3 separate regions of the Mus musculus genome follow, and all the other regions are linked to region 2. Evidence: chromatin contacts called from public HiChIP or PLAC-seq and promoter capture Hi-C data. All regions are on one chromosome and are shown on one strand. Each heading gives the region's core, a stretch centred on a gene start, on an enhancer-like site or on the middle of the called end of the contact. The rest is flanking DNA. Distances are from core to core; before and after follow the strand shown.

Region 1 (3,370 bases), core at 334-2,833, 160 kb before region 2:
CTTTGAACTCAGAGATCTGCTTGCCTTTGCCCCTCAGGTGTCATATGCCACTATGCCTGACCTAGAACACTTTTGTGAATAATACTTACGTGTTTTCTGTGCTTTTGGGTTTGTAATTGTTGGATCATATAGTAATTCTACATTGATATTTTGTTTTGTTTTGTTTGTTTGTTTTCGAGACAGGGTTTCTCTGCATAGCCCCGACTGTCCTGGAACTCACTCTGTAGACCAGGCGGCTTTGAACTCAGAAATTCGCCTGCCTCTGCCTCCCAAGTGCTGGGATTAAAGGCGTGTGCCACCACTGCCTGGCTGATTTTTTTATTAATTATTTTATTCATTTACATTTTAAATGATATCCCCCTTCCCGGTTACCCCTTCACAAAGTCCCCATCCCCCCCCATGAATTTTTGATGCATTTATTTATGTATGAGTACTGTATTTGCATGACAGAAGAAGACATCAGACCGAAGAGGGCATCAGATCCCATTTCGGATGGTTGTGAGCCACCATGTGGTTGCTGGGAATTCAACTCAGGACCTCTGTATAAGCAGCTAGTGTCCTAACCTAGGCCTTGTTATTTTGATACAGGGCCTCTCATTTTTCTAGAGCCCAACAAGTAGGCTAGGGTTGTCTGGTCAGTGAACCACAGCGAACCATTTGTTTTGCCTCCCCAGCACTGGGACAACACCGAGATTACATACACACTGCCACACCTGGACGTTTTTGGGGGGGGGCGGGGGGGGTTTGAGACAGGGTTTCTCTGTGTAGCCCTGGCTGTCCTGGAACTCAGAAATCCGCCTGCCTCTGCCTCCCGAGTGCTGGGATTAAAGGCCTGTGCCACCACGCCCGGCTTTTTTTTTTTTTAACTTTTATTTATTTATTTTTATTAACTTGCTTGGGCTTGAACTTGAGTCCTTATTCTCCCAAGGCCCTTTACTGACTGAACTATTATTCCATCCCAGCAGTTTCTGAAAGCCTGCTCTGGACAAAGGCACTCTAGGGCAAATCCACTTCTGAAAAGCAGTAGCCTTCATCCTTAGGAGCTGTCTGTCCAAAGGGAGAGGCTGCAGTTTCTTTCTCCTGTCACTAGGGACAGATAGATGCAGGCCAGGTATTCCAGAGACCCCAGCCTGCCATGGGGCTACAAGCCCTTACTCACAGGGAGCTGCCAGAAGAGAGGACACCCAGAAGACCGAAGACAGCGCAGGGGTGTCTGGGTGGAGGGATTGTGGTGGGCCCTGACCCACACTGGCTGTGGTTGCCTTGGCAATGGCCTGGGTGTTTACTTTGTGGCTGACTCCGAGCTCCCTCTCTTCAGTAAGTGCTCATTTCCCACAGAGAGCAAAGACTCTGCCTTCAGCCCCGCCCCCTCGGCGTCAGCGACCTCCTGCTGGGCTCTCGCGTGCCAGCCTGGCATACTCCTCCTCTACTGCCACACTTGGGGTCTCATGTTGTCCATTCCCAGAGGGCCTAGAGGCCAGGTCTGTGGGCCTTCTTCCCCCTGTGAGGGAAGGGAGTGTGTCTCAGCCAATAAATGCCTCGGGTCAGCTGTGGGCGGAGCTACGGTGCCTCTGTAGGTCAGCAGTGGGAGGGGCCATGATGGCAAGTTCTGCATGTGCCTTGTCACTGTGTCTTGTGCAAGCCTAGCTGAGTAGCTACGTGGCTGGATATTAAACAGCTTGCATTTTCAAGCTCCTACTGTGTACCCTGGGTCGGTGCTGAGATTTTCATTTTTTGTTTTTGAAACGGTTATGCTATCCTCTAACTGTCCTGCTTCCTCAGTTGAAAGTACAGACAGGTACTATCACACCCTGCTAAGGCTTTCTTTTGTTGATTTAATCCTTCCAACATCCTTTGGGTGAAAGTTTGGACCCACCTTCATTTTGTGTGCTGACTCCTGTCTGCGATTGTTCCTTTCCCTCCTGGACAGATGGTGGTTGGGTGCCAGGCATGGAAAATACTCCCCTGCCCCCTACCTCAGCCTCCCTCTTCCTTGGCTATGACCCACTTTGAGAGGGGCAGGGATCACTGGTGTGTCACTGTGGTCTGAGAAGGAGAGCCCAGGTAGGGAAGACCTTTTGAGTCACCTGGTGCCAGCTGTCTGGAGCAGCCCAGGGTCCCCTGCTTCGCTGCCGATGTGATGCATGTCAGTGGAGGGGGTGGGAGCTTCAGCCTGCCTGGCCTGCTTGTCAACTTGGCCTGTTAGGGCATGTCAGAAGGGGCCTCTGCTCGATCGAAGCTGGGAACTGAGCTGTGAATGGGGCTAAAGGGTGGAGGAGGCCCAGGAGGCACTGCCCTGAAGGGAGGAGACTAGGCCAGGGGGCAGGCATTGTCTGTCACATGCTCCCATGGCTACCTTAGCCCTACCTCTGGATTTGTCACTGTGTGTGAGGTTGTGGGTGGCTACGGGTCTGTGTTTGATGGTGTGAGAGACCAGATGGATAATTCTCGGGGGTGGGGGTGGGGGCTCCTATTGGTCACCTGCGGTTCGGGGACCTAAGGTCTCGGAGGAGGTGCTGAGCAAGCAGAGGAAGGAAGAGCGGGCGGGCCTGACCTTGAGCCCTGTGACTCTGGCTTCCTGAGCTCAGGCTCAGCAGTGTATCTATCAGCTTCCCTCCTTCTGTCCCTGACCCTCGGGCTCTGGGCAGCTCTCCTCCCTGCCCCTGGTTCCTGGTGACTCTGCAGACTTCTTTTCCTCTGCTTTCAACCCTCGTCTCCTGGAGGGCTAGCCTGGGACAGCCCATTACCCATTACTGCTCTTCTTTGAAGTCCAGGCCCCTGACAGCATGTCAGGATTCCCCTTTGGGTGTGAGGACTGCCTGACCCGTGTCAATGAGAGCAGCTGGCTGGGCCAGAGTCTGGAGCTGGGGGACGCTGGAGGCACTCCTGACACAAGGGCCCTGCTGGCAGGGACTGTGCGTGCCTTAGATTTCCAAGGGGTCTCACCCTGGCCCATGGCACCACTCCACATGTGGTAGTTGAATGGATAACCCAGAAGGTAATGTCGAGGGATCTAGGGGGAGGGGGGTCAGGCCCTGGGATGCAGTCCTGGTATCACAGGGGTGAAGCCTTCTCTTTCTCCATCCTTGTCTTTAAGGGGGTTGAGGTAGGAGGGTGGAGGTAGACGTGGCGGTGCATGCTTTTCTTTCCAGCACCCAGGGGGCAGAGGCAGGTGGATCTCTGTGAATCCAAGGCTAGCCTAGTCTACAGAGTTAGTTCAAAGCCTCACCTCCTCAAAAAGGAGAACAGGGGATGGAGAGATGGCTCAGAGTACACAGTGTCTTGCAAGAAGACTTGAGTTTTATTCCCAGAACCCATGTGGGTGGCTTACAGTTGTCTATAACTTCAGCTCCATGGGAGCCGATGCCTT
Region 2 (3,548 bases), core at 243-2,742:
AGAGCCTGCGGTTCATTCTGTGGCCTGCCATTGGATCCCCTTCCCCATGCTGGACTGCCTGGTGGGGCCTCAATGGGAGGCTTTTCCTCCTGCTGGGATTAGATGTCCTAGGGCCTGTTGGTACCCAAGGGGGGCTCCCCCTCTCTGAGGAGAAAGGGAGGGGATAATAGGGAGAGGAAATTGAAGGTGGAATTGGAGGAGGGGCTGTGTTTGGGATGTAAAGTGAATAAAGAAATTAATGAAAAAAGAGATGTCTCCTAATCTTAAATAAATTAATATATTTCTAAAAAAAAAAAAAAAAAAAAAAAAGAAGGTAGCCCTAGTACACAGGCATACAGTACCATTCTTACACAAGACCCTATATCAAAAAGTAACAAAAATTATATTAGTTCTGCCCCTAATTTTTCATAAGCTGAATCAACACCAATAACCATCCTAGAAAACCATTTTGCAGATCAAAAGTCGAATTCTTTTTTTTTTTTTTTTTTTTTTTTTGAGACAGGGTTTCTCTGTGTAGCCCTGGCTGTCCTGGAACTCACTCTGTAGACCAGGCTGGCCTCGAACTCAGAAATTCGCCTGCCTCTGCCAAGTCAAAAGTCGAATTCTTATTGGCTTACATACTCAGGAGGCAGAGGAAGGTCGATCCCTGTGAGTTTGGGGCCAGCCTGGTCTATAGTTCCAAGACAGTCAGGGCTACACAGAAGAAGGCTGTCTATATACATACATACATACATACATACATACATACATACATACATACATACATACAATTTAAATAAAAATAAAGTCAGCATGGTAGCATAGCACATGTCTTTAATTCCAGCACTCAGGAGTCAGAGGCATGAGAATATGTGATTTTGAGGCCAGACTGATCTACAAAGTGAGTTTCAGGACAGTTACACAAAGAATTCTGTCATGAAAAACCAAAGAGCCAAAATAGTAATAATAATAATATCAAAATAAATTTAATTATTTTCTGTTCCTTTTTAAAAATACATTTATTTATTGTGTGTGCACATACCTTCTTGAGTGCTGCTGTTTTTTATTTATGTATTTATTTATACTTTGTGTGTGCGTTTATTTTATGTATACGGGTGCACCACTGCTGTCTTCAGACACACCAGGAGAGGGCATCAGATCCCTCTTACAGATGGTTGGGAGCCACCATGTGGTTGCTGGAAATTGAACTCAAGACCTCTGGAAGAGCAGTCCGTGCTCTAAACCGCTGAGCCATCTCTCCAACTCCGTGTGTGTGTGTGTGTGTGTGTGTGTGTGTGTGTGTGTGTGTGTGCATAGAGGTCAGAGGACTTGAAAAGGCAGTTCTCTCCTGTGGTGGTTTGAGTGAGAAGGGTCCTCATGGATTCATATATTTGAATGCTTTGTCTGAGTTTGGGCTGACTTCTGGGAGGGATTAGGAGGTGTGGCCTTGCTGTAGGAGGTGGGTCATTGGCAGCTGGCTTTGAGATTTCAAAACCCAGAGCCTTTCCCACCCAGTTAGCTGTCTTGTCTCCTTGATGGCTGCTGTCTCAACATAAGTTCTCAGCTCCTGCTCTAGAGCCATGCTTGCCTGTTTCCATGCTTCTCCAGACGATGGTCATGAACTCTGCTGCCCTCCGGAATCATGAGCCCCAGACTAAATGCTTTCTTACGTAAGTTACCGTAGTCATGGCGTTTGGTCTCGATGCGACAGAATAGTAGTTAGCTAAGACACTTCCTGGCGATCCCAAACTAGGGTCCTCTGGCTTGGTGGCAAGAGTCTTCACTTGCTGACCCCTCTCTTGGGGCGTCGTTTGTTTTTATTTTTGTGTATATGCTTATTTGCACATGGGTTGTGTGCATATCTGTGCAGGTATGTTAATGCACATGTGCGGAGGTCAGAGGATAACCTTGGACGATATGATTATACACTTTTCTGCTTTTTTGTTTGTTTGAAACAGTCTCACAAGCCTGGAGTGTCCCCAAGTGGGCTAAGCTAGCTGGAAGCTACATGGGGCGGAGACTGGACGTGCACGCCATCTTGCTCGTGTTCTGCCGGGGGTTGGGGAAACTAACGGGCTTCAGACTTGTAAGGCAAGCACTTCATTGACTGTGTCATTCCGCTGGCATTTGGGTGTTGTTTTCTCTTGTTTTAAACGGGGTCTCACTGTGTTAGAGTGATATTTTTGTACATTGTGTGAAGATGTGTCTCTGTCCTTCCTTGCCTGCCTAAGGCACCTTCTGATTGGTCAAAATAAAAAGCCTATGGCCTATAGGAGAAGGTAGAATAGAGAGGGTGGGTCATCCAGCGCAGAGAGAGGAACTCTGGGAAAGTCAAGTACCGGAAGACCCGCCACCAAGAAGGAAGTCAGGCTTATGATGCAAGGAGAGGAAACCAACCATGTGGCCGAACTTAGTATAAATGAGTTAATTTAAGAGCTAGTTGGGGAGCAAGCCTAAACTAAGGCCATAATCATCGTAAATGAAAATAAGCCTCCAGCCGGGCAGTGGTGGCACACGCCTTTAATCCCAGCACTTGGGAGGCAGAGGCAGGCAGATTTCTGAATTCGAGACCAGCCTGGTCTACAGGGTGAGTTCCAGGACAGCCAGGGCTGCACAGAGAAACCCTGTCTCAAAAAACAAACAACCAAACAAAAAAAGAAGAAGAAGAAAATAAGCCTCCATGTCATTGTTCGGCAACTGGGGCGTACATGGAAAAGCCTTCGGGTTACAACTACGTATCCCTGGCTAGTCTACAACTCAGTGTGTAAACTATGCTGATCTGTAGAGACCGACCTGCCTCTGCCTCTCGTAAACTATGCTGATCTGTAGAGACCCACCTGCCTCTGCCTCTCAAGTTCAGGGGTTAAAGATGTCCACCACTCCCTTCATTTTGCTTGTTTTTGAAATTGGTTCTCAAATTACAGCCTAGACTGGCCCGGAATTCACAATGTAGATTAGACTGGTCTTAAACCCATGGTAATCCTCCTGCCTCATCTTCCCAATTAGTACAATTATTGGCTGGAGCCACCTCAACCAGCTTAACTATAAATGTATATGAAGGTTGGACTTGGTAGCATGTGTCTGTAATCTTAGCACTCCGGAGACTGAGGCACAAGGATCAAGAGTTTGACACTTTGCCAGCACCTGGGAGGCAGAGGCAGGCAGATCTCTGTGAATCTGAGACCAGCCCAGTCTATAGAGTGAGTTCCTGGACAGCCATGGCTATGTATAGAGATCATGTCTCAAAAACAGAACAAAACAAACAAAACAATAACAAAAAGAGGTTGATGCCAGGATTGGAGAGATAGCTCAGAGATAAAGAGCACTAGCTGCTTTTCCAGAGGTCCTGAGTTCAATTCCCAGCAACCACATGGTGGCTCACAACCATCTGAAATGGGATCCAATGCCCTCTTCTGGTGTGTCTGAAGACAGTGACAGTGTACTCATATACATAAAATAAATAAATCTAAAAAAGAGAAAAAGATTGATGCCAGCCTGTGCTACTTAAAAAAAACAAACAAAACCAGAGTTGACAAGATGGTTCTGCAGGTAAAGGCAGTCCCCACCAA
Region 3 (3,419 bases), core at 859-3,358, 180 kb after region 2:
AAAAAAAAAAAAAAAAGAAAGCCCAGCACTTGGGAGGCAGAGGCAGGCGGATTTCTGAGTTCGAGGCCAGCCTGGTCTATAAAGTGAGTTTCAGGACAGCCAGAGCTACACAGAGAAATCCTGTCTCGAAAACAAAAACAAAAACAAAAACAAAAACAAAAACAAAAACAAAAAAAAAGAAAGAGAGAGAGAGAGAGAGAGAGAGAGGGAAAGAGAGGGAGGGAGGGGAGAAGGGAGGGAGGGAGGGAGAGAGAGAGGATGAAGAATTAAATAAATGAAATTCAAGTTAGGTGGCATAAACCACTAATTCCAACATTCAGGAAGCAGAGGAAAAGGGATTGCTTCATGTTAGAGACTAACTTGGACTACACAGCCAGACTGTAGCTCCAAAACAAAAACAAAAAAATAAAAATACTGACATTCTTTGACATACACATCTCTGGCTCCTGTTATCAACGTGACAAGGAGACAGATTATGTGTGTCTATGCACAGGCACTGTACATATAGGCACACACAATATTATGGACCACAGAAATCCCCCAGATCTGTTTCTAGTGCAACCTGGGAGGCCCTTCTTGCCTTCAGATCACTGAAATCAACACATACTGAAGGCAAAAGTATTGTGGATAGCTCTGGGGCTAGTTATATTTGATGTTAATTCCATTCTCCCGTGAGGGGCCGTGAACAAGGAATGGGTCAACACTCTCTCCTGATTTCATGTTACCCTGCTTCCCACCTTAATAAAGGAGAGCTGATGATTGGGTAGATAAAAGGGAAGGTGGAGCAGAAGGTGGGGAGAGAAAAGTAGAAAATGGGAGAGAGAGAGGATGCAGAAGAGGAGGAGGAAGAAGAAAAGCAGAGCACATGGCCTGGAGAAACTGCAAGTTCTATCTAAGGGGTCTCATAGATATGGAAGTTGGTAGTGTAGCAGTAGATCTGGCCAATCTAGGTGCACAGCATGTATTCATATTAACTGAGTCATGTTTTCATTGACAGGGCATATTTGGGTTGGAGATTTACCAAAACAGGGAGGTGACGTGGGCTGGACCCCTGCATTCCCAGCCATTAGTTGTTTTTGTTTGTTTGTTTATTTGTTTTTTAATGGGTGTGGGGGGGGTGTGCCTGACCTCCTCCATGTGAGGTAGGTATTGTACCAGTAAGCTACATCCTCAGCCACTAACTAGACTGAGGATCAGTTGAGCATAAGAGCTCAAGGACAGCTTGTGATACAGCGAGACTACATCAAAACAAGAAGTAAAAAAAAATTTTAAAAAGTGTTGGGAGAAATGAACTGTCAATGGACAGCCTGAGATCTATGATCCTGTATAAGTAGGATGTCTGCAGAGATGGGGCAATGGCTTCCCTTGGGCTCACAGGTGCAAGCCAGCCTTAACCCGGTGACTGTGACAGCATAGGACAAGGCAATCCCCTTTGGTTCACAAAGCTTATTGGTAGTTTCTGTGGGTTTTGAAGATCCGTAGTGAGGTCACAGCTAAGCGGCCCCTGTGACGTCACAAAGACAAAGAAATCTATTATTTGTCTGTAGAGACTTGGCTTTGCGCCTTATCCTCTGCTCGCAGAAACAAGAAATGAGACTGTAGATGGGTGGGGTTCTGGGTAGAAAGGACCAAATGAGCTCAGCACCAGCACTCCTCTCTCATCCTGCTCCTCTAACTCACCAAAACAGCCGCAGGGTGCGGGCCTCAGCGGTGCACAGCGCCCGGTAGCTCAAGGCCCAGAATTAGAGGGGTGCGAAACCTCGAAGTCCTGGGCCACCAGGACCCAAACCCACAAGCTGACTGCCTGAAGTCGCAGGTGCTCCGGGATGCTCCCACACCTACCTGATCAGTTTTCCGCAAAATGGGCGGAACCACGCGGCTCCGGAAGTACCGACGACTGTGGTGGTCCAGTTGAGGATTATAAGGCGGAATTGCAGACCACAGCTTGGGCCTCATGATGCTGTAGGCCTGGGCCATTGTGCTCACAGCTACCCCATCCAAAACAAAAGATTTTTCGAGTCGCCGAGGACTGTTGTAACAACAAGCCATCCTAACCACCGCAGTCTTCGAGTCTGAGAGCTTTCTGGAGCCTTAGATGGGGACTTCACTGAGCATTGTTACGTCTGTCAATTACCTCCCTGAGACACAAACCCTATTGTTATTTCAGGGTCACCACCACGCCCATCTTATCGTGATGCTGGAACTTAACCCAAGGAAGGCTTTATGCCTGGGCATAGTAGGAAAGCACTCTATACCAAGCTGCTACAACCCGAGTCTTTTGCTTACACTCATTCATACACACACACGTTTTAACATTTCATATGTATATGAGTGCAGGTGTGCCCGAGTGGGAGTTGTGTGGTAACTGAGCCGGCGTAGTGGCAGCGTCCCAAGACAACCAGGGCTATACAAAGCCAAACCAAACCAAACCAACAACAAATGGTAATCGAACAGTTCCTCTACGAAGTAGTGCAGTCCAGCATTTCCAGACTCAACACTCAGACTTAGTAAATTTCCTGGCTGACTTTTCCCCATTTGTCCACATTTTGGCCAAATCTTCTCAGAACCCTCCTAAGTTCAGTCTAAGTAGCTAAGGTTTAGAAGGGTCTCTGCAAACCAGGCATGGTGGGGGCTCACTTGGTTTTTTTGTTTGTTTGAGACAGGGCTTCACTGACTCGCTGGAACTCACTTTGTAGACCAGGCTGGCCTCGAACTCAGAAATCCGCCTCCTGAGTGCTGGGATTAAAGGTGTGCATCACCACTGCCAGGCAAGCCTCAAGTTTTTGATAGCTACAGTGTTGCTATTACAGGCACATGCCACACCTGGTATCAATTCCTTACTCAGTAGTTCCACTTGGATACTTTGTCCAACAGGGCCTCAAAAATGTACTAACTCTGCTGGATTCAAGGAACACAGCTAAGGACTTTTATGTTCATGCCTTTTATCCCAGTACTGGGGAGGTAGAGACCAGCTGGGACTTCCAGGGCAGTTAGAGAAAACTTGTCTTGAAAAAGGCAACACAAGACCCGATAGTCTGCAGTAGAAAAGTTTGACAGGTGTAGGCCTATAGATCCCAGCAGGAGGGGACACAATACTGCCTACTCTTAGAGGACATAGGGCTCAAATGACACCAGTTATAGGGATGACTTCCTCTGGCCAAGGGCTGGTACACATTCCAGCACCCCCACAGCTAAATCCAGCAGAAGCAGGATTTTAAAGTGGGCCAAAGGTGGGTAAACACAGCAAATACTACACATGACCAGGCTGGCCCTGAACGTAGAGATCTGTCTCTAGGTGGTTGGACATCACTACACGGGCGACTCTATACATCATTCTGTGGACATTATTTTCTATTCTTTTTAAAAAGATTTATATGTATACAGTACTCTGCCTGCATAACTACAGGCCAGAAGAGGGC

The links. HiChIP or PLAC-seq counts read pairs in DNA pulled down with a chosen protein or histone mark. Capture Hi-C pulls out chosen DNA fragments and counts their contacts.
Region 1: an H3K27ac HiChIP or PLAC-seq map of embryonic stem cells shows a contact between it and region 2, with 6 read pairs. The contact joins the enhancer-like site here to the promoter of 2410003L11Rik in region 2. A contact is called at or near these places in 1 of 39 promoter capture datasets (cranial neural crest), 3 of 484 Hi-C or Micro-C datasets (embryonic stem cells and nephron progenitors), 9 of 115 datasets of contacts at active chromatin or transcription factors (embryonic basal ganglia, embryonic stem cells, epiblast stem cells and 1 more) and 2 of 9 other capture datasets (liver and macrophages).
Region 3: a contact with region 2 is called in a promoter capture Hi-C map of liver. The contact joins the promoter of 1700001P01Rik here to the promoter of 2410003L11Rik in region 2. A contact is called at or near these places in 2 of 39 promoter capture datasets (the HPC-7 cell line and embryonic stem cells), 2 of 115 datasets of contacts at active chromatin or transcription factors (embryonic stem cells and stem cell-derived neural progenitor cells) and 1 of 9 other capture datasets (liver).

The regions. Positions count from the first base shown.
Region 1 is chr11:97,433,693-97,437,062 of GRCm38.p6, forward strand. It overlaps a transcript of Arhgap23 not described here. Among named protein-coding and RNA genes, the nearest start is that of Arhgap23, 15 kb to the right of the region's middle. Within about 2 kb of position 1,584, at least 374 of the 459 cell types and tissues checked have an H3K27ac peak or open chromatin away from gene starts, as enhancers often do. A contact at or near this core is called in embryonic basal ganglia, embryonic stem cells, epiblast stem cells and 4 more, where this site is marked.
Region 2 is chr11:97,597,019-97,600,566 of GRCm38.p6, forward strand. It overlaps 2410003L11Rik (RIKEN cDNA 2410003L11 gene), which reads left to right and starts at 1,493. Exons shown (of 4, transcript NR_045496.1): 1 at 1,493-1,649.
Region 3 is chr11:97,773,810-97,777,228 of GRCm38.p6, forward strand. 1700001P01Rik (RIKEN cDNA 1700001P01 gene) reads right to left here and starts at 2,109. Exons shown (of 3, transcript NM_028156.2): 1 at 1,843-2,109. The coding sequence starts at 2,049.